Linked DNA regions of Mus musculus: regions 2 and 3 are each linked to region 1. A link is a contact called in public Hi-C data. All regions are on one chromosome and are shown on one strand. Each heading gives the region's core, a stretch centred on a gene start, on an enhancer-like site or on the middle of the called end of the contact. The rest is flanking DNA. Distances are from core to core; before and after follow the strand shown.

Evidence for each region. A called contact is a pair of places that touch in the nucleus more often than the background predicts.
Region 2: a Hi-C map of cerebral cortex shows a contact between it and region 1, with 5 times the contacts expected there. The contact joins two enhancer-like sites. A contact is called at or near these places in 1 of 484 Hi-C or Micro-C datasets (cerebral cortex), 1 of 115 datasets of contacts at active chromatin or transcription factors (neural progenitor cells) and 1 of 9 other capture datasets (embryonic stem cells).
Region 3: a Hi-C map of cerebral cortex shows a contact between it and region 1, with 2.0 times the contacts expected there. The contact joins two enhancer-like sites. A contact is called at or near these places in 1 of 484 Hi-C or Micro-C datasets (cerebral cortex) and 2 of 115 datasets of contacts at active chromatin or transcription factors (SST interneurons and neural progenitor cells).

The regions. Positions count from the first base shown.
Region 1 is chr3:84,982,374-84,987,085 of GRCm38.p6, forward strand. No RefSeq gene overlaps it. Among named protein-coding and RNA genes, the nearest start is that of Gm30944, 38 kb to the right of the region's middle. Within about 2 kb of position 2,833, at least 13 of the 459 cell types and tissues checked have an H3K27ac peak or open chromatin away from gene starts, as enhancers often do. A contact at or near this core is called in SST interneurons and cerebral cortex, where this site is marked.
Region 2 is chr3:85,662,101-85,666,812 of GRCm38.p6, forward strand. Fam160a1 (family with sequence similarity 160, member A1) reads right to left here. Exons shown (of 12, transcript NM_172682.3): 10 at 3,688-3,866; 11 at 3,253-3,391. Among named protein-coding and RNA genes, the nearest start is that of Gm40082, 48 kb to the right of the region's middle. Within about 2 kb of position 2,756, at least 18 of the 459 cell types and tissues checked have an H3K27ac peak or open chromatin away from gene starts, as enhancers often do. A contact at or near this core is called in cerebral cortex, where this site is marked.
Region 3 is chr3:85,528,715-85,533,426 of GRCm38.p6, forward strand. It overlaps Gm3740. Among named protein-coding and RNA genes, the nearest start is that of Gm31419, 39 kb to the left of the region's middle. Within about 2 kb of position 2,242, at least 18 of the 459 cell types and tissues checked have an H3K27ac peak or open chromatin away from gene starts, as enhancers often do. A contact at or near this core is called in SST interneurons and cerebral cortex, where this site is marked.

The DNA.
Region 1 (4,712 bases), core at 1,583-4,082:
TTGCCAAACCATGAATGAATGAGAACAACTGCTGATAAGGCAGGTTGAATTGGCATTTGCTGCATCTTGAAGATTGGATGCACAAGCACCTTTACATACACAGAGACTACCGGAATCAGTTTCTTCTGTGTTGACATCCTTGCATTCCCTTGTTCCTTTTCCTCCTTCACCCAGCAAGGAAAACAGAACAGAACAAAACAAAAACCAGGCTAGATGTCCCTGTCTGTAATTCCAGCACTCAGGAGGTATGAGGGTCAGGAGGTCGAGGCTTCATGAGACCTGCCTCCAAAGGCAAACAGTTGAAAAGAGGCTTAGTGACTAAGGAGACCCCCGTGTCTGCCTCAGTGATCACTGGCTACTGGATATGAGAGGTGGTTATGGGTGTTCACTGTTCTGGACTCCTGCATTAAGTAAACCATATGGCAGTCTGAAAAGCTGGTACATAATCTTTCATTTTGGCACTTTTCTGCCACCTACAAGCTAGGTCCTGTTAGATCCAAAGTGGCAGCACTCGGCTCTCTTAGTCATTGCTTTGAATTGTAAACAAACATAGCATGATCTGGCGTTGTCACCAGCCAGCATGTCTCAGTAGCCACTCAATTAATACTTGTGAGGCCCAGATGAGGGATGCCCCTGCCAACTGCCATCTCTTAACAACAGAACACTATCAAAAGGTAATTTGAAAGTTTCTTCAGGAAAGGGAAGGCACCGAGCTGAAAGCACCAGAACGTGCGTACCTTTCCCCAGTGAAGAAGAGTACAAAAGAAGTCTAGCTCCAACTCCTAGGAACGCTCCTTGCTGCAAACACCTGGCCACTTCCCAGTTTACCATTGAGTATAAAAATAGCAGTGTTTGTATTTCAGATCTGATTCTTCCCAGGATTCTGGAGGACAAGGAACCACTGAGGGGATCCATATTTTGCTGACTCTCCTGAACATCTTGGGCCAAAACCTATTTCTTCTGTTTGTCTGTGGACTTTGTTTCACTTGGACAGCTCTGGTCTGCAAGAAACAAAAAATTACTTAGAGATGATCCTTGCAAACCAAAGGTTCCACTATTATGAGCCACAAAAACATTTTGCCAATTTACTTTTTCCCCAAGAGGTTCACAGCTTACAAAAGAAACTGCAAAGCACTCTTCAGTATGAGGTTGCTAACAAGACTTAGATTCACAATGAAGTTCATAAGACTTCATCAAACCGTCCTTCCACCATACTAAGTAATAATCAGAAAAGGCGAGCTTATCAATCTGATGACACTCCCGATAAAGTAAGGTGGTAGTTTAAACACACCAAAAGGATCCAAAAAGGTAAGGATGCAACGAAGAGCACCCGCGGTAAACACTGGATACGGATTTGGGAGAGCTGAAGCTTACTAACTTAGACTTGTCAAAACTGGATCCAGAGTGAGTGCTTAGAATCAGAACCATACAACAAAGTAGTAAATGTGGGTCCCTTCCTTGTGATATGTTTAAGGAGATCATTAGGTTTGTGTATTAGAAGTGCATCTCATTGTGGCATGGCTCTGCCCATCAGGAGGACTACAACTCCCAGCAACCCATGCCCATCTTAAAGTACTACAACTTCCAGTAACTCATTGCCCTTATGTAGCCTCTTCAGTTTCAAGGTGAATTGGCCAGTCTCACAACTTAGTCTTCTCATCTGTAGGTGAGGTAATATGAGGACAACATGACACAATGTAGGTCAAGTTAGTATAGGGCTTGACATGTAGTCATTAAGGATTTGTAGTTATTACTGAATGAAGAAAAAAAAAGAATAAAAGGAGGGCATGGTATACTAGGTACGGTAGAGGAGAAGTCTTATGGTAGATAGGAGGGAGAGTGCAGACAGAGGCATCAGGGAGAGAGTCCATAGTGGACATGACCAGCAGACTGAGGTGGATCATGTGAGGAGAAGTGAGAAGGAAGAAGAGGGATAGAGAGGAGGGAGCTTGGAGCAAGAGGCCAAAAGGGCTGGTGTAGCCAAAATGGCTGGATTCTATAGGGAAGAGCAGCTAGGGGAAGGGCAGCCCAGCCCTTGGGCTGCAGAAGTTTAGGGTAGAGGGCAGAGTATGCCAGCCAAGAGGACCCTGTAACAGGGACTGAGGGATGCTGGGAGAACCTGGCCACCAGATCCAGTTTGATCCAGTTAAATCAGCGCCTCAGCTCTTTGTCCCAGGTTTGAGACCTAACAACTACTCTAACTTCAGCTGCCTTGTACACTTGGACTGTAAATATTTGTAATTGACTTGTGTAATGAAACACTTTTATTACAGATAATCTCATTTTATTGCCAAGCACACACACACACAAGAAGAGAAACTTGCATTAGGGGATCCACCCACCGCCTTTTTTTTAAAGAAAAGTTCTCATGATGCAGCCCTAAATGTCATGGGATGCTCTACATAGACCGGGCTAACCTCAGACTCACAAAGCTATATCTGTTTACGCTGCCCATGTGCTGAGATTAAAGGTATGGACCACTATGCACTATGTATATCTCATTCAGAATATCTCACTGTCTTGCAAACCTGAGGGTGTGTGTGTGTGTGTGTGTGTGTGTGTGTGTGTGTGCATATCATACCAGTGATCCTCATTCTTGACCTATCAATTTGGAAGATATAACAACCACGAGCCTTAACTCAACTGGAGAGAACTGTAGAAAACACGAGTCAGTTTTCTAGTGTTGTGTGCTGGGATCCCCTCAATCTCTCCAACTGCAAAAACAAAAGAGTTGCTAGAGAACAATTTGTTCTCTGAGCTCCGCACAGCAGAGGAAATACAGGAGGAGTGGGGAAATTGTGTTGGGAAAGTCATAAGCCACCTTTTTTAGGGCGGGCGAGATGACTCAGCCAGAAGGGTGCTTGTCATCAAGCATGACAGCCTGCGTTCAATCCCTGAGATCCACACAGTGGAAGATGAAAACTAACTCCCACGAGTTGCCCTTTGACCTCAACATGCCTGTTCCCTCCCTCTACAGGAATAATAAATGTAATTATAATTTTTAAAGAAGGTCTGTTTTCAGGTCCTTGGGCAGGGGGGCAGGGAATTGCTACAGAAGTTAAATACTTCAGTTACATAAGAATTTTTAAAAATAAATGTTACTGGTCTACTTGTGTGCCAAAAACAGCCATCCAAAGAGAGGAACAGCAAGCTTCTGCATTCTGAGGCTTGAAAGGAGGCCAGACCATGCAGAAGGTAAAGGCGTGCACGGTGAATCCTCAACACATCTCAGCAGCCGAGTGCTATTACCATCATCAGGAAGGAGAGACAACCGGATCCAAATTCCATTTCAGCCACCTGTGTGACTCTACAAGTTTTAATTTTTTCTTACACTTATTATTTACTGGGAGACATGTACACGGTGGCATCCTACATGTGTGGAGGCCAGAGTGTGTGACTAATTCACTTTGCAGTGATCATCGTCGTCACTGCCACTACCACTAACAGTGTCTTGGTGACCATTTTCAGACTTACTCATCAATAAGACTTCCGGGGTACAATATTCAAAATGCCTTCCCAAATGTGCCAGGGATCTGAAAGTCTCCCTTTGGGAATATAGTGTGCAGTGGAGTCTCATTTCCTGAGAGACGAAACTTCCATCTTAGCCCACTTCCATCTTAGCCCGCACTTGGGAATCGAAAGCATGCAAAATCATGCCCAGGTTTCTTGGTCTTTCACTGTCAGTCTCTTAAATATGATAGGATGGCTGAGCATTTGGAAAAAGGGTGAAATTTCAGAGTAACACCCCCCACCCAAATACCATAAGAAACCTTGGTAAGGGACTATAATATGGAACTATAGAGCTGGCTCAGTGGTTAAGAGCACATACTGCTCTAACAGAGGACCACCATTGGGTCCCAGCACCCACGCTGACTCACAACTGCCTACACCTCCAGCTCTAAGGGATCTGATGCCTCTGTAGACACCTATACTGTTGTGCACACACACAAAGAATATGAAATCTTATAAAGAATCATGTTACCCTCACAGGAGAAAACACTGCATCGTGTAAGGGGGTAAAATGCAACTTTTAAAAAGAGCTCATGGAAACTGAAATATGGGAGAAAAATTATCTATTCAAAATAAAAATTAAAAGAGTTAAGAAGACATAAATGGAAAGCTAAAGTAGGGAAAAATAAAAAAATTAGAAGATTAGACTGGAACAAGAAAATGAACAGAATTGAAAGCTGATTGGAAGGACTGCTGAGGTGCCTTTGAGAAAAACAAATTAAACCCTGAGAGAAAAAGAAAAGCAGAGATTTAAAAAAGAGAGCTAGAGGGGCTGGGGTATAACTGTGTTAACAGGGCTCTCACCAGACATGTACAAGGCTCTGGGTTCCAGCTGACACAGGTAGTTTGCAGGGATAACTTAGTAACCTGGGACCCTCCCACCCAACACCTGCAACAAGTGATACACAAACCTGTCTCCAGATAATGTAGCTGATCACGCTGTGCCTTAGCAACCCCTAGTTACTTCCTTTTTGTGACCAGACACATCCTGGAACATAGTCTGAGATTTGAGGCAATGCTTCAGTTCAGCCTACAGTGGCTAGGTGCACGCGCAGTAGGGCCAACCATGTCTTCTAAGGTTTTTGGGATTAAACTGAATTTGCATCTTATACTTATGCACGGATGGATGTGCATATGATTAAGAGCAGGCACAACATGGGAAAGAACATGTTCAGTAAAAAGAGGTTTACATAATCTAAGCC
Region 2 (4,712 bases), core at 1,506-4,005, 680 kb after region 1:
TCGGTTCTCCTAATTAAAATGGTTCAATCTCCCTGACTGATTCCTGAGCTCTCCAGCCCTCATATGTTTGTAGGAGTTCTTTATGCCACCTCTGCCCCTCCCCAAATGATCCCATCAACCCTCCCAAATCACGGTATCCAGGCTCTTCATTATTCTGGCTGCTTTTTAGAATTCAGCCCCATTTTTCAACACTTTTCAGAGTGTTGCTTAACGACGGCACTAAAAATTCTTGACATTTATAGTACTTTCTACATCTCACTACTATAGTCTTTAGTGTTAAAAAAAATCCTCTACTTTGCTGCTTTAAATATCCTTTTGGATTAAAGCATATCACAGTTCGTGTCACAGAGAAGTTGTTGAGAATCTGTCTCCTACTATCTCTTATCAGAGCTCCCTCTAGCCCCATCAGGGGTATTAACAATGCAGAGGCCCAAGGTCAGCCTTGGTGACCCACCCACACTGGTCCTCAGACACTTCAGGTCTCCCACGAGCCATCGGAGCTCACTGGGGAAGCTGGCCTGGATCCACTGGGGATCAGAACACCCAGACTGGAATCTATGCTGTGCTGGCTGCCTCGTCCCCTGCAGCTCCGTCCCCACATTTCCCTTCACCCACATCTTACTAAGCTTCAGAGGCACTGGGACTATAGCTAAGAGCACAGATTCTGTGACCTACCTACCAGCTGGGCTACTCCAGGCAAGTGGCTTCACCTCTCTGTGCTCTCACTTCCTCTGACTGTCAGAAGCTCATGGCATTGCTATAATGATCAAGTGAGTCACCAGGTATCAATACACAGGGGCCACACTAGACTGCATGTGGCCCACTTCAGCTGCCACTCACTTCCCGAAAGCCCCTCTCTGCCCGGGTCCCTGCCCCATTCACTGGAGGCTGGCACAGGGTTTCAGCCACACACTGCTCTTTTCAAGAGCCAAGCCCCCTGAGAATGTCTCACAAACCCTGGCCAGTCTATCCAGGGAGCCTACAACACTTTGCAGAATGTGTGACCAAGGAAATAACCCCCCACTCCTCCACACTCAAGTTCTCCTTAGAGCTGCCTCTCACGCCTAACCTCCACTTCCCAACTCAACCCCACCCTGCTCGCTAAACCATGCTCTTTGTGGATTTTTTACATCTAGCGTGACTTGTGAATTGGAGATGTCACTGCTAAGGTTTGCCTGCCCAGCTTGAATCCACAAATCATTGTTCATGACACAGAAGAGCAGCAAAGGGGTCCGAAGACTTACAGGGACATCCTTCAGGCAGTTCCAGCATCCCCTGGGGTGGACCCGAGCTGGCTTACCACCAGGAGATGGCCTTTCAATGTGTCACAAGTAGGCAGATTTGAGTGATTACCCTGGCCTGGATCACCAAGGCTGTTTCCTTTGCTGTAAAATGGGTTAGCATCTAGCCACCTTCTAGAATCAGAGCTCAGTTAAAGGAGTCTTTACATTAAGTCGGGTCATGGCACTATTATTGTGTAGTTTTAATGTATTTGAGTGGGAGTTCTTTCTTCTTCCTCCTCCTTTTCTTCCTCCTTCTCCTCCTTTCTGCTGAGAAAGTAACTAAACCTCAGGAGCCAATGACCTGGTCCCTTCAGTCATCACAGAAACCTCTCCATCCTCCTGCTGTAGAGCAGGGATCCTTTTAACTGCTCCCTGAGGAGGCTGCCTTTTCCGAAGGGACACCAGGAAGTTAAGAATGCAGACGCTGACTGGGGAAGCAACTCTGGCTGCAGGCACCTGAGTTACAAAAGGGCCCAACAAGCATGCACAGCACCCGAAGGGAAAGCTAGGGAGAAGGAAGTGCACATCACATCAGGGCCAGGGCTGGCTTCTGAAATGGTGCCTGGCTCTGAAAAGCTGCTGCAGACTGTCAAAGACTAACTCAGAGGACTTCAGAAGCTGAGCAGGACAAAGGCTCCGTTCCTCTCCAGGCAACAGGGCTGGGCAAAGGGCACAGCCCAGAGTGGAGACCCACCTTCCCACTCACTGCACACAGCCCTCCCGCCCACAATGGCCTTACCTTCTCTTTTTGAATTCTAACAAGTTAAAACCTGGCCCCTCATTTCACCAGTGGTACTTAGCCCAACTTTCTTCTAAAATCTGCCGCGTAGTACCCCAAAAGAACCTCAATCAGAGTTCTTGCTGTGGCCAGAGAGTGCCTGAGAGATGAGCAAACCTTCCCTTTAACTGTCAAGAGAGGAGCTGAGAGTACTGCTGAGTGGTAGCGTGTGCTTAACCTGCTGGAGGCCCTGGGTTCGTGCCTAGCCCCATCTCCACAAACAGGAACATAAGACCCAGTGAAGCAAAGTGACCCGGATAACACAGCAGACACTAGAGACAGGAGCCAGTAGCTGCACACAGTGCTGGGCTCTTCTGAGCTTCTTATGAAGGTGTCAATCTCTCTCAGAGTCATGCTTCTGCCTCTCATACCCAGCCTTGTTTCTGGTCACCTGCCTTAGCTCGGAGGCCCCAGTCTCCCCACTGCTCAGCCGCCTCACAGAAGCTTTGTCCCATACCTGGACAAGCATGGCCAGGTAGGCCACAACAATACTGGACATTCGCTTGTTTGTGCTCACCAGGGCCTGCCTATGTCACAGCTCAGGAGACAGTGGCCATCAGATTTGTCTAACCAGAAACCAGGCCAAGCAGCAGTACTCCCCAGGCCTCGGGCTATTCTCAGCTCTCCTCTGTCACACCTCGCTGCCACCCACCTCTCTCTGTTCTGCCATGACCCACCTAACACCTCCCCTTTGCTGAGCGAAGCAGGAATTGCTGAGGGTAAACTACACGTTTACCCTCATTCGAACAAACAGTGTCCGCCTCCTGGAGTCCTGAAACATGTTTAGTTTTTGGTACAAAATGCTCTAAAAATATAATAAAGAGAACAGATGCCATCTGCAGGGCAGGGACAGCCAAAAGATGGTTCCAGGAGTGCACGTGATGCCTCCCTGGAGTCTGCGGGGGCTGATATACTGCAGTTTGTCAACATCTCATGTCAGCTCCTTCCTTGAACCACCTCAGTTAGGAAAATGGATGGGCAGCCAGATCCTCCATGGAGGGGAAGGGCAGGCCTGGGAGCAGGAGCACTTCCTTTTAAATCTGAGAACACTAGAAAGAGGTGGTTCTAGGATGGACACAAACAAAAAGGTTCTTTGATGCATATAGGTTCCAGACTCCAAGAACACCTGCAAACAAAATGTGGGGGACTGGGCACAGGCTAAGACAGGCACAGTGGAGAAAGCTGGCTGACCTTTGGTGAGTGCCGCAGGGGCCATGTCAGACATGTCCACCCTGAAGAGCAGGTACTGCTGAGCTTGGATGAGGAGGCCTGGGAAGTCTCTCTCCACAGAAGCAAACTGCTCGATCTTGTTTTTCACCGATGCAAGGACCTGTCAAAAACCACATTAATGATGCTATTACTCCTCAGCCCGAGTCTGCTCTCAGTCACCAATACATCTTTCGGGTCCATCCCTCATTACAGGGACTGTTATGGTACTGGACATTTGCTCATTTTTAACTGCCTGTGTTCCTGGTAAGGAACTCTCAAAACATCAAGCCAAATGAAGCACTGCAGCTTGTCTAGAACCGTCTATACAGCCAGCCTGCTGGGACGGGAAGGGAACCAAGTTAACAAAGTCCTGAGAGGAAGGGAAGGACAGAAGGAATGGGCGTGGCTGTAACACACCTGGTAGAGCGAGCGGACGCTGGGCTGGAAGACCATGTTGGTGTTGAGGAGGAAGGAGCGAAGGAGCGGCTGTGGGTAGCTGGCCAGCTGGGTGATGATGCCGATGAGAAGCAAGTTGACATGCAGAGAGTTCTCCAGCATGTTCTCCAGCTTTGACAGGACCACGCTGATGAATGGGCCTGCAGGGAGGACAGACACAGTGCCAGGGCTGGCTGGACATGAGGGACAAGTGTCCGCAGAACTGCAAAGTCACAGGGGCCATAGCCAGGGTGTGGACACAGAGGACATGTGTCTGCTTCTCCTTATAAAGGAGAGTTGACATCCTGACTCCACAACCACCTGGAGTACCTTGAAATCTATGAAGAACCTTGAAAAGCTCAGACAACAAATAATTTTTAGAAATTGCATTGCTTTTCCCCTTTGGTTCTATAGTCCTGATTCTGTCAGTGATCAAAATGTATAATTCACTGTCTCCCCATGCTATGGACTGCATGCAGATGTCAGAGGCCACCGAAAGTGTCATAGCAACAAGCCTTTGTGTTGGTAGAGAATATCTAACATGTTGAGTAATGTTTACCAAGTAGCAACATGTGACCAGGGACTTCTTGTCCTATGCACATGCCTGAGTGGTTCTCCCTCAGTGTCGGAAGGGAAGGAGTCCATGCATGAATGAGGAGGTCCTGGTTGGAGACCTGGCTGTTCCTGGCAACTTGGTATCTGCATTTTCCATTTCAGATCAGAGAGAAAGAAGGATCAGTCTCAGGAAATGGGGTCGAGTGTGACATAGAGGTCTCGAGAGAAAAAAAAACAAAACAAACAACAAAAAAGCCTAATAATTAAAAAAGCAGTTTATAAAAGATACCTATATAAGCAAAAAGAATCTGTTTCTGCTTCAGGTTGGTAGCAAGTTAATATGGTTTATGTGTTGGTTTACTGAGAGCAAGGAAAACAAAAAAATAATAAATCTGGAATTAATAAAATTACTTGAAGATGTTTTAAATTTTTGCCATAAAAGTGTTCCATTA
Region 3 (4,712 bases), core at 992-3,491, 550 kb after region 1:
CCCTGAGGAAAGTCCTAGGTACTAAAGTAAAGCACTCGCCGTGGTGCCCTCTTCACTGGCACACTGTTATGCGTATCATCACGGCTTTCTCTCTGGGCCTGTCACCGAATTATGGTAATTTCTTCTAGTCATGAGTTTTAATCAGAGTTGAAGTCTCTGAGTTACTGACAGCTCTGGAGAGCTGTAACTGCTCAAAGATTGACTTCACACTGTCACAAAATCATAACACAAGCAGAAAGCTAGCGGCTCTCACTAGCCTCCCCCTGCCAATTAAAAACAAAGCGTCCTTCTAAACAGTGGGTTTCATAGAAAAGAAGAGGGAGGTAGACGGTCGCCTGCCTCTTCCTTCCCTTTCCCAGGTTCAAAGCAAGAAACAATACCCTGGCAAAGGCAGTCCAAGAATGAGATATTGCAATTTAGCTAATGGTCTCTACAGGAAGCAGAAGTCATTTCTTTGCCACTCTGTGGTACTTAGACGGCATCGAGAATGTTGGCTTTCTCCTGACCTTGCTTGAGCTGTCCACGGGCATTGTCCACAGTCACGTGCTTGTGTCAGTACCACAGGCTTGGGCGAACAGGTCATGGGGCATGTGCACTTGCCTCTCTGGAAGTCATGAAGCAGAGCAGGTGGCCCTTCCCGCCTTCACTTCTTGTCATCGTCTGTGATGGAAATTCCTTCCTGAGCAGATAGGACCCCAGCTATGTGGCTGCTTGGTTGAGGCAAAGCAAGAAAGCTCAGTTCCAACCCTAGAAAGCCCTTATAGATGTCTTATGTGAGTTCCAACCCTAGAAAGCCCTTATAGATAGATGTCTTATGTGAGTTTGCCATCAGGTTATCTCCCCTTACCTAAAGCCAGGGCTGATCTTCCTTTTACTCCCTTAGTTCCTAAGGCCTCCAGGGCTAGAATCAGTCAGTCTGATACCTACTTAGGCAAGGCCTTATTATTCATTCAAGGTTTCATCTGCTTTAAAGTCACTTCTTAAGTACCTATTACAGAAACAGGTAACTTGAATAAATCAAGCTAGCATGGGCTAGGTTGGAACAGGGCTTAGCTCAGTGGCAAAGTATATACCTAGCAGCATAGATGTGTCTCTGTATTTGATTCCCAGTACCATGGGGGGAAAAAAAAGAGAGACATAGATCATACTGTAGTAAGAATCCTAAAATCTCAGTAGTCAAAAAAAAAGTTTATTGGCTATGCCATATATTTGCCAGGTTGCCAAAAGAGCTATATGTCAGAGCCATTCAATAAATCAGAACACCACCAGTGACCAAGGGATGGGGGGGAGTCATCATGATGGATGCAACCTTTTTACATTATTAGCCAGAGTTAGTCTCATGGCTTCATCTACCCCCAAAAGGACCAGAAGATACAATTCTCTTTGTGTATCTGAAGTCACAGAGCCAGAAGTATTGATCAAGCTCCAGAAATGACTATGCACTCTCAGGTCAGCTGTTTATTACACTTAGAAGGAAAATTAAGGTCTGCAGAGTAAAGAATTACCCCTTGTGGTCCTATTTACTATTTGTGTTCCATTCTCACATTCTAGGCAGTGATAACCAGAAAATCGGATGACGGTGTTTCTGATTCATACCTGGTGTTTACCTGATGTACTCAGTTCTCTAGGTGGCTTGCCGGAGAGAACCCAAAATTACATAGGTATGTGCTAAAGATGAAAAGGACAGGGTGAGAGTGTGTACAAAGAATATGCTAAACTATTTCAATTTAGTGGGAGAGAGAAAAGGAGGGAGGGAAAGGGGGAGGAGAGAGAGAGAGAGAGAGAGAGAGAGAGAGAGAGAGGCAGAGACAGGACTCTCAGAGGGACAGCAAGTGGATGGAAATGAAACTGGACAAGGGTAATTTTGGCTGCAAGCTGCTAGTTTTCTGGAAGCATGAAAACAGAAGAGTCAGTGTAAAGATTATTGCATCAGGCTGAACATGAATCAGTTACAGCTTGGAGCAGAGTCTGGAGGAAGGAGACATCGGAGATTACGGTGGAGGCATAATTGATGCAGGGAGGCAGTGGTGAGCAGAAGGATGGATGTGTGTGTTGTTCTTGGACCCAAGAGGATTGCAGCACTTCTGTAGGGATGCTTCTCTGTGGCAGCAAGAATCTGCAGTCCAAAAACAGAAAGGCACAGAAATGATATTTCTCTGGCCTTGCAAATGCTGTAGATGTGCTCAGTACAAAACGCAGCAAAGAAAGAAAGAAATTCCAAATGTGGCCAGTGATGTAATGCTGAGTGTCTATCCTCAGGAAGAGGCGTCCAGAACTCCTCGTGCACCTTAAGTAACGATTTCAGAGAATCGGTCTGTGAAGGGATCCCACACTCAATCTGTTGGCAGATTCCATTGGCTCTGCCCTCAACTTACAACCTCAGTAAACTCTATCTCAGCACCACCTGCCACCTTCCTCCGAGCCACCATGATCTCTTGTCAGGTTTTCCTGCAGCAGCCTGTCTTACCGTTGAAAGCCCAACTCCCTAACTCTTATGAAGCTGTGTTAGGTGTTTTGTTTGAAATGGACCATTTCTCTATCTGAAACTCTTCAGGGATTTCCAACTCCTCCCAGAGGATCTCAGGGCCTTCCTTGGTCCTAGAAAGCCCTATAATACACGGACTTCTAAATCTCTATGCACTTGGTTCCTTCCTTTGTTCTCATTTGACTGGGGACACATGAGTATTGCTACTCCCTCTGCCAAGCCTCAGTCTCAGGGTCTTTGCACAGGCTGTCTCCAAGCTTGGGAGTCTCTACATCCAGAAATCTGCACTGGGGCTCTCCCTCCTTCTGATATCTGCCCAAGCATCATTTTATCAGTGAGGTCTTTGGCACCCAGCCTATTCAATGGAAAAGCCCAGCTGCAGCCTTGAAAGATTAGGCCCCTAACTCTTGCCTTAACCAGTTTTGTGTGAAGAGCTTGTTATGTGCAACATTTTTTTCTATCTTGTTTAGTCATAGTGTAAGTGGGCTCCGGGTGATGGGACAGGAGGATTCTTGTGTGATTTGTTCACTGCTGTAATTCTAGCACTGGGAAGAGGAGATGAGCCCAATTAATGAGTGCTGATTTGATAGAATGAAACCCTAACCTTATCAGTGCATCGGCACAGCAGGGAAGGACACTCAAGAGATAAGCACTTCTTCTTTTTTTTTTTTTTTTCTGAGATGCTGTGTGTAAACCTGGGGATCTCCTCCTCCTCCCTGCTTCTGGCTGCCATGGATACAGGTTTCTTCAAGGGGGTCAAGGATGTGACAGATGCTTTACATTAGCTTTTATGTTCCCCATAAAATTAGCAAAAAGCAAACCTTGAATAACAGAGCTGTGATTCTATCTCGCACTTCTGATCTGACACAGACCGTAAGAGCTTGGATCTGGAGGCTAAAGGCTGTTTCCAGAACCTTCAATGGGATTACACCTGTGTAATTCATTTACTCTTACTCATTTTATAGATGTTTACAGGCAGAGAGGGAGAGGAAAAAAATCCACAGAGCCAGCAACAACCAAAGGGGAGGGAGGAAGACAAGTAGTGGTTTTCATTTCTAAATTATAATCATTACATATGGCACAATATCCTGCCAGACAATAATACGTATCAGATAAATGAGAAAGCACGGTTAACATCAAGGTAAACACAACGAGATGGCTTTGTAAAAGAGGAGCATTACTTTGCTTCAGCTTTGGAATATGATTTTCAATATAGCAATTTCAATTCGCATGAAAAGTCAAGAGACTAATGGATTTTCAGCCAAGGGGACTGGTATAGGAAATATGATCAGAGACTGCCCAGGAGGACATTCAAAAGGCCTCTGAACTGCCCTACCCCAGCTACACAAGTACTAGCAACCCATGAGCTTTCATTACGCATGCCCGAGTTTCTAAAGAAACAAAACACAAGAGAAAACAAAGCAGTCATGCAGCTAGATTTAGGGCAGTGACAATCAGCCAGGCCTATTTTTAAAGATGGGCTCTCATTATGTTCCCCAGGTTGGTCCTGGAATTCTGAACTAGAGTAATCTTCCTACTTTAGTCTCCTGAGTGACTTGGGCCATCAGTGCACAGAACTGTACCTGCCTTGAATACTCTAGTATATTCACTCCACGGCTGGGCTGGGGAGGTAGCTCAGTAGTTACAAAAGCTTACCGTGTAAATGTAAGTACTGGAGTTTGGAGCCCAAGAAGCTATTTAAATGCTGGGCAGATATGGCAGCCCACCTGTAATTCTAGTGAAGAAGAGACAAGGATTCCCAGAACAAGCTGGCTAGCTCAGCCAGCCCAGAATGATAATTACGATTCAAGTGAGAGACCCTGCCTTGGTGACTACAGTGAGGGACACCCACAACCAACAAAGACAGCTTTGACAGCATGGCAAGCAAGCACCCATACACATGTGAACATGTTCACACACGCGGACCATACAATACATTTATAAAAGAAAGCATTTACCTGGGGATTTGCTTACAGTTTCAGAGGTTTATTCTGTCACCAGCATGGCAGGGAGCATGGCAGCACACATGCACTGGAGCAATGGCTGAGAGCTACATCCTGATCTAAAAGCGAAGGGAGAGACTGGGCCTGGCATGGGCTTTTGAAACCTAAAGCCCACCCTCAGTGACACACGTCCTCCAACAAGGTCACATCTACTCCAACAAGGCCACATCTCCTAATCTTTCCAAACCTGTTAATCAGGGTTCCTTCCTAGTGTCCAAGCATTC